Linked DNA regions of Ovis aries: region 1 is linked to region 2. A link is a contact called in public Hi-C data. All regions are on one chromosome and are shown on one strand. Each heading gives the region's core, a stretch centred on a gene start, on an enhancer-like site or on the middle of the called end of the contact. The rest is flanking DNA. Distances are from core to core; before and after follow the strand shown. Region 1 overlaps ITGB6 (integrin subunit beta 6). Region 2 overlaps RBMS1 (RNA binding motif single stranded interacting protein 1).

Region 1 (4,553 bases), core at 1,094-3,593, 150 kb before region 2:
ATAGGACATATTAGTGAAATTTGAATTGAATAATTTGAATTAAACCTCTTTTGCATCCAAGTGAATAATTATGACCTAGTCATTATCTAGTCAAGAACATCAAACATTTGTTATTCAAAGAAACTCATTTTAACAGGGAATAATACTTTTCATTTATGCTTTTATCTGTTTAATGCATATTTTAATTCCACTTTCGGTGAAGAGACAACAAAAATTCAGCATTTGAATTTCAGTCATGTTCTACATCCTAAGGGAAAACAATTCATGTTTTGGGGGAAATTAACTGTTAATTAAAATGTTATTTTAAAGATATTAATCATTTGTCAGGATTCATGCCTTTGTAGGAGAACATGAAAAAGTGCTGGTTAGTAGATACACATCATATAATTGCCCAAGTGCTTGTTTTCAGAACACCTGCCTATTATTTCTAGGACAGTCAAGGCTGTGCTTGGAAGAAAAGGCTGCAATTAGGATTTCAGCTCCATCATAAAGCAGCAATTTGGGAAATCTCTTATCCTTTCTGAGCCTCAATTTTCTTACATTCAAAAATGGGAGTATCAAGACTACTGCCTGGGGCTCGTGGTCTTTCAACTAACTACTGCTGTTGCATTTTGTACTAACTTAATCACGCTCTTGTTTGCTTCTTTTCCAAAAATTTTTCCAGTTTAGGTTATTACAGAATACTGAATCGCGTTCCCTGTGCTATATGCAGTAGGTCCTTGTTGATTACCTGTTTTACAATAGTAGTGTGTATGAACCTATGGTGACCGCGGAAATGGGTTGGGTGGGTAAGGGATGGATTGGGGGTTTGAGATTGACATGAACACACTAGTCACATTGTTTAACCCAATTGCCTTCTGATCCCTTCCAGCCATTTTCTTGACAGTTGGTGAGAGTTAAAAACAACATTTATGGCCAGGGAGTCAGGTGAAGTTAATTGCTTCAGTACTTTGGCTTCATAGTACTGGGCTCTAAGTCACCAAACTAACTTGTCAGATTACATTTTTACCTCATTAGAGATAGAAACATTATATCCTCATTGCAAATCCTGATTTTACATTACTAAGGATTTTGTTTAATTAGGAAAAGTCCACACATACACAAAAGAAGAGGAAAGTCATATCATGAACCTCTGTAGACCCATCACCCAGATTCAGGGGTTATCAGGATTTTGCCACAGTTACTTCAACTATTCCTCTCTCTCTCTTTTGGCTGAATTATTGAAGGGCAAACCCAGTTTTCACTTCTTTTTTACTGTAAACCTTAATTATTTTCTATCAAAGCCTCATGCCATTATCCTACCTAACTGAATTAACCATAATTTCTTGCTATCAGTCTAATACCCAGGTCTATACTTTTTTCCAGTTGTCAAAAAATATATATTAGAGTGCTCAAATCAAGATCTAAACAAGATCCATACATTACATTTGGTTGTTGCGTCTAAAGGTATTTTTAATGGGAAGATAAAGCAGGTAAAATTTTCATGGTCTATTGCCCTGCACCATATATTATATTTATTTCAAAATAACTGCACAAGATATAACATCCCTTATTAGGATAAATGTACCTAAAACAGAAAATTCCATTTGCTTTAGGTACGGAAGATATCATTACAGAACTAGAGAAAAAAGCGTTAACATCAATTGTTTGGGGAGATGAACCCAAAGGAGTATTGCATTTGCCTGTATTTTCTCCAGTGATATCATGGTTTTAAGAATCAGCAGTGTAAGGTAATTGCTATCAGATAGCTGGACACACCATTAGAGAGAGAGAGATGAAATTAAAACCATGAAATTGTTTCTATGGGCCTCTAGAAATGTAATTATCTCTCCTGTGGAAAAGAAACACGGAAAATTGGAGTCCTGTTTTGTGTTTGCCCACTGTGAAGAGAAGACACATAAATTATATCTACTGAGTACATATATTTAAAAGTCGATACTTTGGAGGGATTCCCCCCCTCCCCCTCAGGTAGCTGTTTAAAATGGATGCTATTCAGAAAAGCTAACTGGATGGTATTTTAAAAGTCTTCTTGCTTTACTTTTTTAACCTATTATGAGTAATGAGTATTTCCACTGAAATTGGCATGAACTGTCATACTACTCCTGAACATTATTCCATTAGCTCTAACAGCAGATTTATGGACATGTTTAGATGTAGCATGTATGCTTGTCAAATGGGGCCTGCAGGAACCTTCTGGTGGTAAAGAATAAAATGTGTTGCCTTGATGTTCCTAAGTAGCTAACAGTATAAGCAGTTTCATGAGACTCTTTAGGGGAAATCTTCATTGCAATGAGAGACAAATGAATGCTGTGAGGACTGAGTTCCAGATAATGGACAGAGGTCCCTTTGTCCCCAAAGCAGAACAGAAACCAGCTGTTGGGGACGTGGTGAGAGGAGCAGAGAAAGAATGTGACAGTTTAACTCTTAGTGCAGAAGAAATCCAACACCCCTTCTTTCCCTCAGGACAAGGAGCAGCTAGCCCCTAGGTGTGCGCATACCGTTTGCCACTTGGCCTTTGACCTTTCTGCTTCAAATTTGGCAACTTCTTTCCTATCATGAAAAGACACCAGGAGCTTCCAAATGCACAGTAGGGCGACTCCAATAAGAAGAATAGCCAGCGAAACCCCCAACATGATCATGGGAATATTTGGAGGTTTTGGACAGTCTGTGAAAACAAAGAAAATTACATTAAGGAGATTGTTCAATTAATGTTCTGATGCAGAGAAAACACTTCTCATTAAATTTTCAAACCATACTTTTTCTCCAGTAGAGGAAAGATAATAATCTCTTTTGTTTTGCTAAATTTTTAAAAAACAAGTTACTTGTTGAAGGATAGCCCTATTTCTTCAAAGAAAACAAAAGATAGAGTAAGAACTTGATTATTCAAAGCAAATGGATATATACTTGAACGACTGACTCAAAAAGAATTAAAATTCAAAAGAGGGACAATTAATACACATGGAGTATTTAAAGGATCAGTGAAAAGACTGTAGTTTACTAAAGATGACCTCTTCTGAGTATAAGACAAACTAGAAATGGAATGTGTACACACATATACACTTTTTCATGGATTTTCTTGATCGTATAGGAGATTACACTCAAAATTAAATACAACCTACCCCCGAGAAGTACACTACTTGTTCTTCCTTTTAAAATATATAGACAGAAAATAATCATGATTTTCAGTTTTATTTTCACTCTAATGCAGTGCCCTGATGTCTTGGAAAATTCCTGAATTGGGTTCAGGAGAGGTGGGTTCCATTCCCATATGATGGACAGTACCTGCCTGAAATCCATTAAATCTCTCCATCTCTCTGAGCCCCAGTGCCCTTGTCTGTAAAACCAAGGTGTGGGGCTTCAGTGTTCCCTTACCTTCCTGATAAGATTAAGCCCAGGTGCTCATGCTTATTAAACCCACCTCTGAAATTCCTAGACCCATCCCCTGAGATTCTGATTCAGTTGGTTTGGATGAAGCCACAGACTCTTTATTATTAAAAAATCCCAAGTGATTCTTATCTCCAGGGAAGTTTGAGAAATCAGGTGTTCTGTATAGTCCTTTCTACTCAAACATTCTATGAAATGTTATTTTGACTCTATTGATGATACTGATACAATTTTGTAATTATACAGTACCTTCTCTCATTGACAGCAGAATGACTAATAATACTTGCAATAAGCCTGGGAGATGATACATTTCTTAATGAAGCATTATAATTAAGCTCTCCCTCTGCTACCATGGGAAAAAAATCCCCATAAAAATTATCATTAAATATCTGCCTCCCTCTGCAAGAAGTGAGGCAAATTCATGGCATCTCAGGAGGAAACGAATCATGCTTAGTTTATCCTAACTCTTATTGCTTTTAGATATTTAATAAGGAGAGTTATACACACAGGACGAGTCATGCTGCTTTCAAGGTAAGATCTATAGCTGATCTGAATTTGAGCGGGACTAATGACCCTCTAACAGCATGACGCCTGGCTTTACACAGTTTTGTTCTTTAGCCAAAAAGCCATGTAAGGTGATTAGGCAGAAAGAAGTAGAGGAGTTAATGAAATAGCTACTACAGTACGAAGATCTAAAGACGGTTTCTAGAATAGCAAATGAACCATGGCTGCTTCTAATAGGTTAGCAACACTCCTGCAAAGAAAGTGGCAAGCCTGTGTCCATGAGAATATATACTGGCTACATCTTTGACTATGAAATGTCTGGGGTGGAGCATAGAACATTCTTGCTGGAAGCAAAATGAAGCTCGCTGAGACCCTGAAACCAGAACATGAATTAGGAGGGCTCTCTGGTAGGCAATAAATATAGGAGGAGCGGGCATGGCCTGGTGGAGATAATCATTTTAAGCATTTAGAGTCACTGGGAATTAAACATTTCTCAAGCGAGGATTTTGGCCCAGCCTCCAGAGCAGGTATTACACAGAAGAAATCTCCACTTTCCATACTGTCTTTGGTATCTCTTAAGATGCTTATACTGAAGACATGTTGTAGGTAGGAGGAAAGGCTTTCTCTATCACTGTGTGCCATCCAGGCTTGTCTGTTGAGTCCAG
Region 2 (4,375 bases), core at 178-2,677:
TGGGCTTCAGTAAGTAGCACACAGGCTCAGTAGTTGTAATTCATGGGTTCAGTTGCTCCACAGGCATGTGGAATCTTCCTGGACCAGGGATTGAACCTGTGTCCCCTGCATCGGCAGGTGGGTTTTTATTCACTGCACCACCAGGGACGTTCTTTAGATTTTGTATTTCATGCCTTGAAAACGTTTTCATTTAAAAATGACTATGGCATGTCTTTATTCGAATCAATTGTCGTGACATACACAAAACAAGACCCAAGCTTTAATTGGCTGCAAGCTTTAAGAACTGAGATGTCAAGAAGGAAATGATTTCATCTGCAACAGAGGGACAGAGTTTTCCTGGGGTTCTGGATTTTATCCCGAGTCACTGTGGTCCATCTGGAGGGTGAGCTGCTGGTGTGGAGTGTGGAGCCAGAGCTAATGAGGGACAGTTAAAGCTGCAAGGAGTGTTTAACCCAGAGATCTGTGAAGCCAGAGCTGTCCACATTTGAGGGATGACTGACTTGTCTCATTTTTTAAGAAGATTTTTAAAGCAAATGCCATACATTAAAATAGACTTTTTTGGGTGTACAGCACTATGAATTTTAGCACATATATAGATTTGGGTAACCACCACCATCAGGATAAAAACAGGTTCTTCCTCCCCCAAACTCTCCCATGCTATCCCTTCATGGGCACAGCCTCCTGTCCCCATTAACTCTGGCAATCACTGACATGTCCTCTGTCACTATGCTTTCTTCAGAAATGGGAATGACGGACTTAACTCTGTGGCATCTCAGTTGGCAGAACTAAGGCTGATTGATAGGTAGAAATTAACAAAGATGCAAACTTGACTTTTTAAGCAAGTTTGAGAGCTGGCCCAAAAAGATACAGGAAGCCAAGAAAGGTGGGAAGTACCCCGTACCTGTACGTATTCAAGCAGAAGTGATTTCAGGAATCCTAGGGGGTAGGAGATACCTGTAGTCTCCTTTATATGTATCTTGTGCAAATGAGCAGTGGAATAACCTAGATCAAATCTCAAAACACAATAATAATAAAATGGAGCAATAGCATTAGAGCTTGTATTTAATCCAAAGCCACCTGTTTTCAATTCTGAGCAGCCCGGAGACCTGCCAGCACTTTCTTGCACTTGGAGTCATAAGGTCTGGCAAGGTTTTTGGCTCCCTCCCTGACTCCAGCTTCCTTGAATCTTAAGTCATGTAAGTTACTTGCCAGTCTCAGCAACAATGCTCTCAGAAGGGAGCTGCCAGCATTGGGCAACACTTCTTACCATTAACCCCCAGTTCAAGTAGCCTGTAATCCCCAGCGGTGTGCACACCTCAATTTCCACCAGCGGCGCCCCCTCCGAGGCCTCCGAGGCCGGGGTCTCCTGCCTTCGGATCTCACATATGCAGGTGAAGAGTGACAAAGTCCTCCCTCTAGTGGCTTAAGTGGGAACACTCCCGGGCCCTGTTAAGATCCAGAGCATCCTGATGGGAGACAATCTGGAGCCATTCCACAGGACTGAAATTCCATTGCCTGGCCAAGATCACCCACAGGAAGGATGGGCGCACAGCACCACCCCCTAGCTGTGCACTGGACCCCCTGGGCATTGGCCTGCAGCCTGCCCGGGCTGCCCAGTGGGGACGCCAGTGTCCCCCTACTCCCTTGCTTATCTCATCACATTGCTATTCAAGGGGAAGAAACTACTCGGCTTTTCTTTAACTCTGGCTCTGAGATTTCCTGCTTCACCTACTTGTCATCTTCTGAAGCTTTTCGTGAATTGTGGGAGGAGGGTGGTGGTGACTAGTCTGTGATCTTTATCCAAGGCCCCTGGATCTTCTCCTTTTTGGCTATTTCGGTGGAATGAGGCTATTGCGGTCTCATTTGAACATTTTTCAGCCCCTGCTCAGGCTGGGAGGCATGGCCTTTCCGTGTGACTTTTTAAGCAGCATTTATGAAATTTGAGAGGAGGTGGAATGCAGGCTCCAGTGGATATAGCCTGCTCCACTGCCCTTGAAAGGCATGGGAGGAAACGGGGCTCCCATCCACCACTGCTCTCTCATTTTGGCCCATAAAGAGGGAAGGAGGCACACCAGGGAGCTGCTGCCAGTTTCCTCCCTGCCTTCCAAGGCAAGAATTCCACCCCGCTGCTTGGACCCTGGCCCCTGATGATGGCCCGAGGAACCTGGGGTTAATCCCCAGGGGTGCCACAGGTCCTCTTTCTGTGTGTAAGCGATAGCTCCTTTTTTATTCATCAGCAATCTGGCTTGCTCGGCCCTGTTGTTCAGATAGAAAAGGTGCTCTGAAAAAGCATTTATCAGTTTCTGTATGAATGACAGCCTCTGGGTGTCCCAGGACTCCAATGACATGAGCCATCTTAAAAGAATAAAAATGAGGTTAACAAAACCTAAGGAGCGCAGTAGTATTTTTTTCCTGTCTCTGGCCGGTGGTCCTATGAAGAAGCATGGGGACACCAAGAACATGAGATCACACTGTTTACATTCTTGGTAGCTTGCCTTCATCTCAACGAGGCCACACTTTGCTCCGGCCCCGACATCTTCCCCTCTGATGCACTGGTTATCATCAGAGAACCTGGCTTCCTTTACTCAAGGAGCCAGAGAGGACTGGGGCTTTCTCAGCTCTGGCAAGTGAAGTGCTCTAAACCTCTTGTATTTAATTCACATATCACATTGCATTGGAGGCAGACAGAAATGGGAGGCTACGGATATTTTTCTTGCCCATTCCTTTCATCAGGACAGAGTCATTGGGCAGCAGAAAAAGAAACCTTTATAACTACACTAAAATATTTCATTTACCTTGGGTAAAAGTCAAGTTCTTATACTAAGAGTCTCTCATAAAGCATGTCAGCGTGGGAAAGAGAGTCGTGTCTTTCCTCCATGAATGTTGCACCAGAGCCTCCTACTGGGCACAGCCAAACGAGGTCACTAAAGGAGGCCCAAGTCATCAAGGCAGGGGTAAGACCATCTTGAAATCCTTACCTGTGAACCTGCTTATTAAACAGTGACAGTTTTTATTCTGCCCCCCTTGCTGGGCAATGACAGCACCACAGTCAAAAGGTAGCAGGAAGGAAGGAGGAAAGGGATATGGTTCTTTGACCTTTAAGGACAGACCAAAGGTGGAATTTGCTGAGGGGAAACGTGGTGAGCTAATGGTTGTCCTTGCGTCCATGAACTGAAATAGCCAAAAATGAGACAGTGGGATGGTTTTTCCAATTCTTTTAAAGGAAATGTATTTTGAATATGTACTGAATCTAAAATAATTTTCAACTCAATTTCCAACCAATTCACTGAACTAAAGGAAGAGATCAGAAATGAAATGAAATTCTGATATACATTTAATCTAACCTAAAAAGAAACTGACAGGAAAAATAAAATTTCAGATGTTTTTTATTCAAAGGTTTTCAAAAGAAATAAAACAGAAAAAAGCTAACAATCTGATCAAATGTACAGTTCAAAAATGTCTTTTGGCGTTTAACAACAAGTCCTAGGAAAGAAAACTACAGAGTTATCTTGAACCGGACAAATAAGTTACCACTGGCAAGTTTGTGGCACTAGTAAAACAAAAATAAAAAATTAACTCTCTTGATCATATAGATATCTCTATGAAAATCTTTTTTTTTCAATCTGTACAAAAGGTCTTTCTTCATAAATTAATTTTTTTATAATTTAATGGCTGTCTACTATGTGATGTTTAACTGATTTTTTTTTTCTTTTTTTATGTACAGAGGTTATGTTTCCCAAATCTTACCCAGACGAGTATGGCACTTAGTTCAGACATTTCTAGCAGCAGATTTTCCCTCCTCTCTAACTGAGCTATCAAATTTCTGTCTTAACTAATGCAAAAATATCAAGTAGTGAGAGACCCAGGTTTATAACGTACTAGGTACAAAGAGGGTGCTGCGTTCGGTCTGGACTTTCACAAAGCAGTAATATTCCAGGGAGCATAGAACCAATAATACCACAACTTTAAAAAAAGGAAACAAAACAAAAACAAAAACACATTTCTCTTATGACTATGTAATTTTCACTAGAATCTACACTTCTCAGAGCAGCAAGGACTTTTGAAACTATGAAATGTCACTGACATCTATAATCAAATACAAGCATAAATTTTAAGAACTAAAAAATACTCGAAAGAAATAACTGCTTAGGCCTAGCTCCTGAGCTAGGAAGGATTTGGTCTGTGGAAACAGGGAGGGCCAGCAACCTGTCCCAGCACAAAAGAAAATAGACTCTGAGGTAGATAACTGATCACACACAGTTGACCAGACAGGTACACAGTTTTGGAAGACAACTTAATTTACCATTGCTTTTCAAACATACGCAATTGTCTTAATAAAAGAGCTTTAATAACAGTGAATTATCTTCTAGGTACT

The links. A called contact is a pair of places that touch in the nucleus more often than the background predicts.
Region 1: a contact with region 2 is called in a Hi-C map of hypothalamus, with 4 times the contacts expected there. The contact joins two enhancer-like sites. A contact is called at or near these places in 4 of 16 Hi-C or Micro-C datasets (hypothalamus, omental adipose tissue and tail adipose tissue).

Annotation. Positions count from the first base shown.
Region 1 is chr2:149,631,596-149,636,148 of ARS-UI_Ramb_v3.0, reverse strand. ITGB6 (integrin subunit beta 6) reads right to left here. Exons shown (of 15, transcript NM_001113772.1): 14 at 2,499-2,665. Among named protein-coding and RNA genes, the nearest start is that of PLA2R1, 32 kb to the left of the region's middle. Within about 2 kb of position 2,343, at least 8 of the 54 cell types and tissues checked have an H3K27ac peak or open chromatin away from gene starts, as enhancers often do. A contact at or near this core is called in hypothalamus, where this site is marked.
Region 2 is chr2:149,475,928-149,480,302 of ARS-UI_Ramb_v3.0, reverse strand. It overlaps RBMS1 (RNA binding motif single stranded interacting protein 1), which reads right to left. Exons shown (of 14, transcript XM_060409830.1): 14 at 3,369-4,375. Among named protein-coding and RNA genes, the nearest start is that of ITGB6, 78 kb to the left of the region's middle. Within about 2 kb of position 1,427, at least 16 of the 54 cell types and tissues checked have an H3K27ac peak or open chromatin away from gene starts, as enhancers often do. A contact at or near this core is called in hypothalamus, where this site is marked.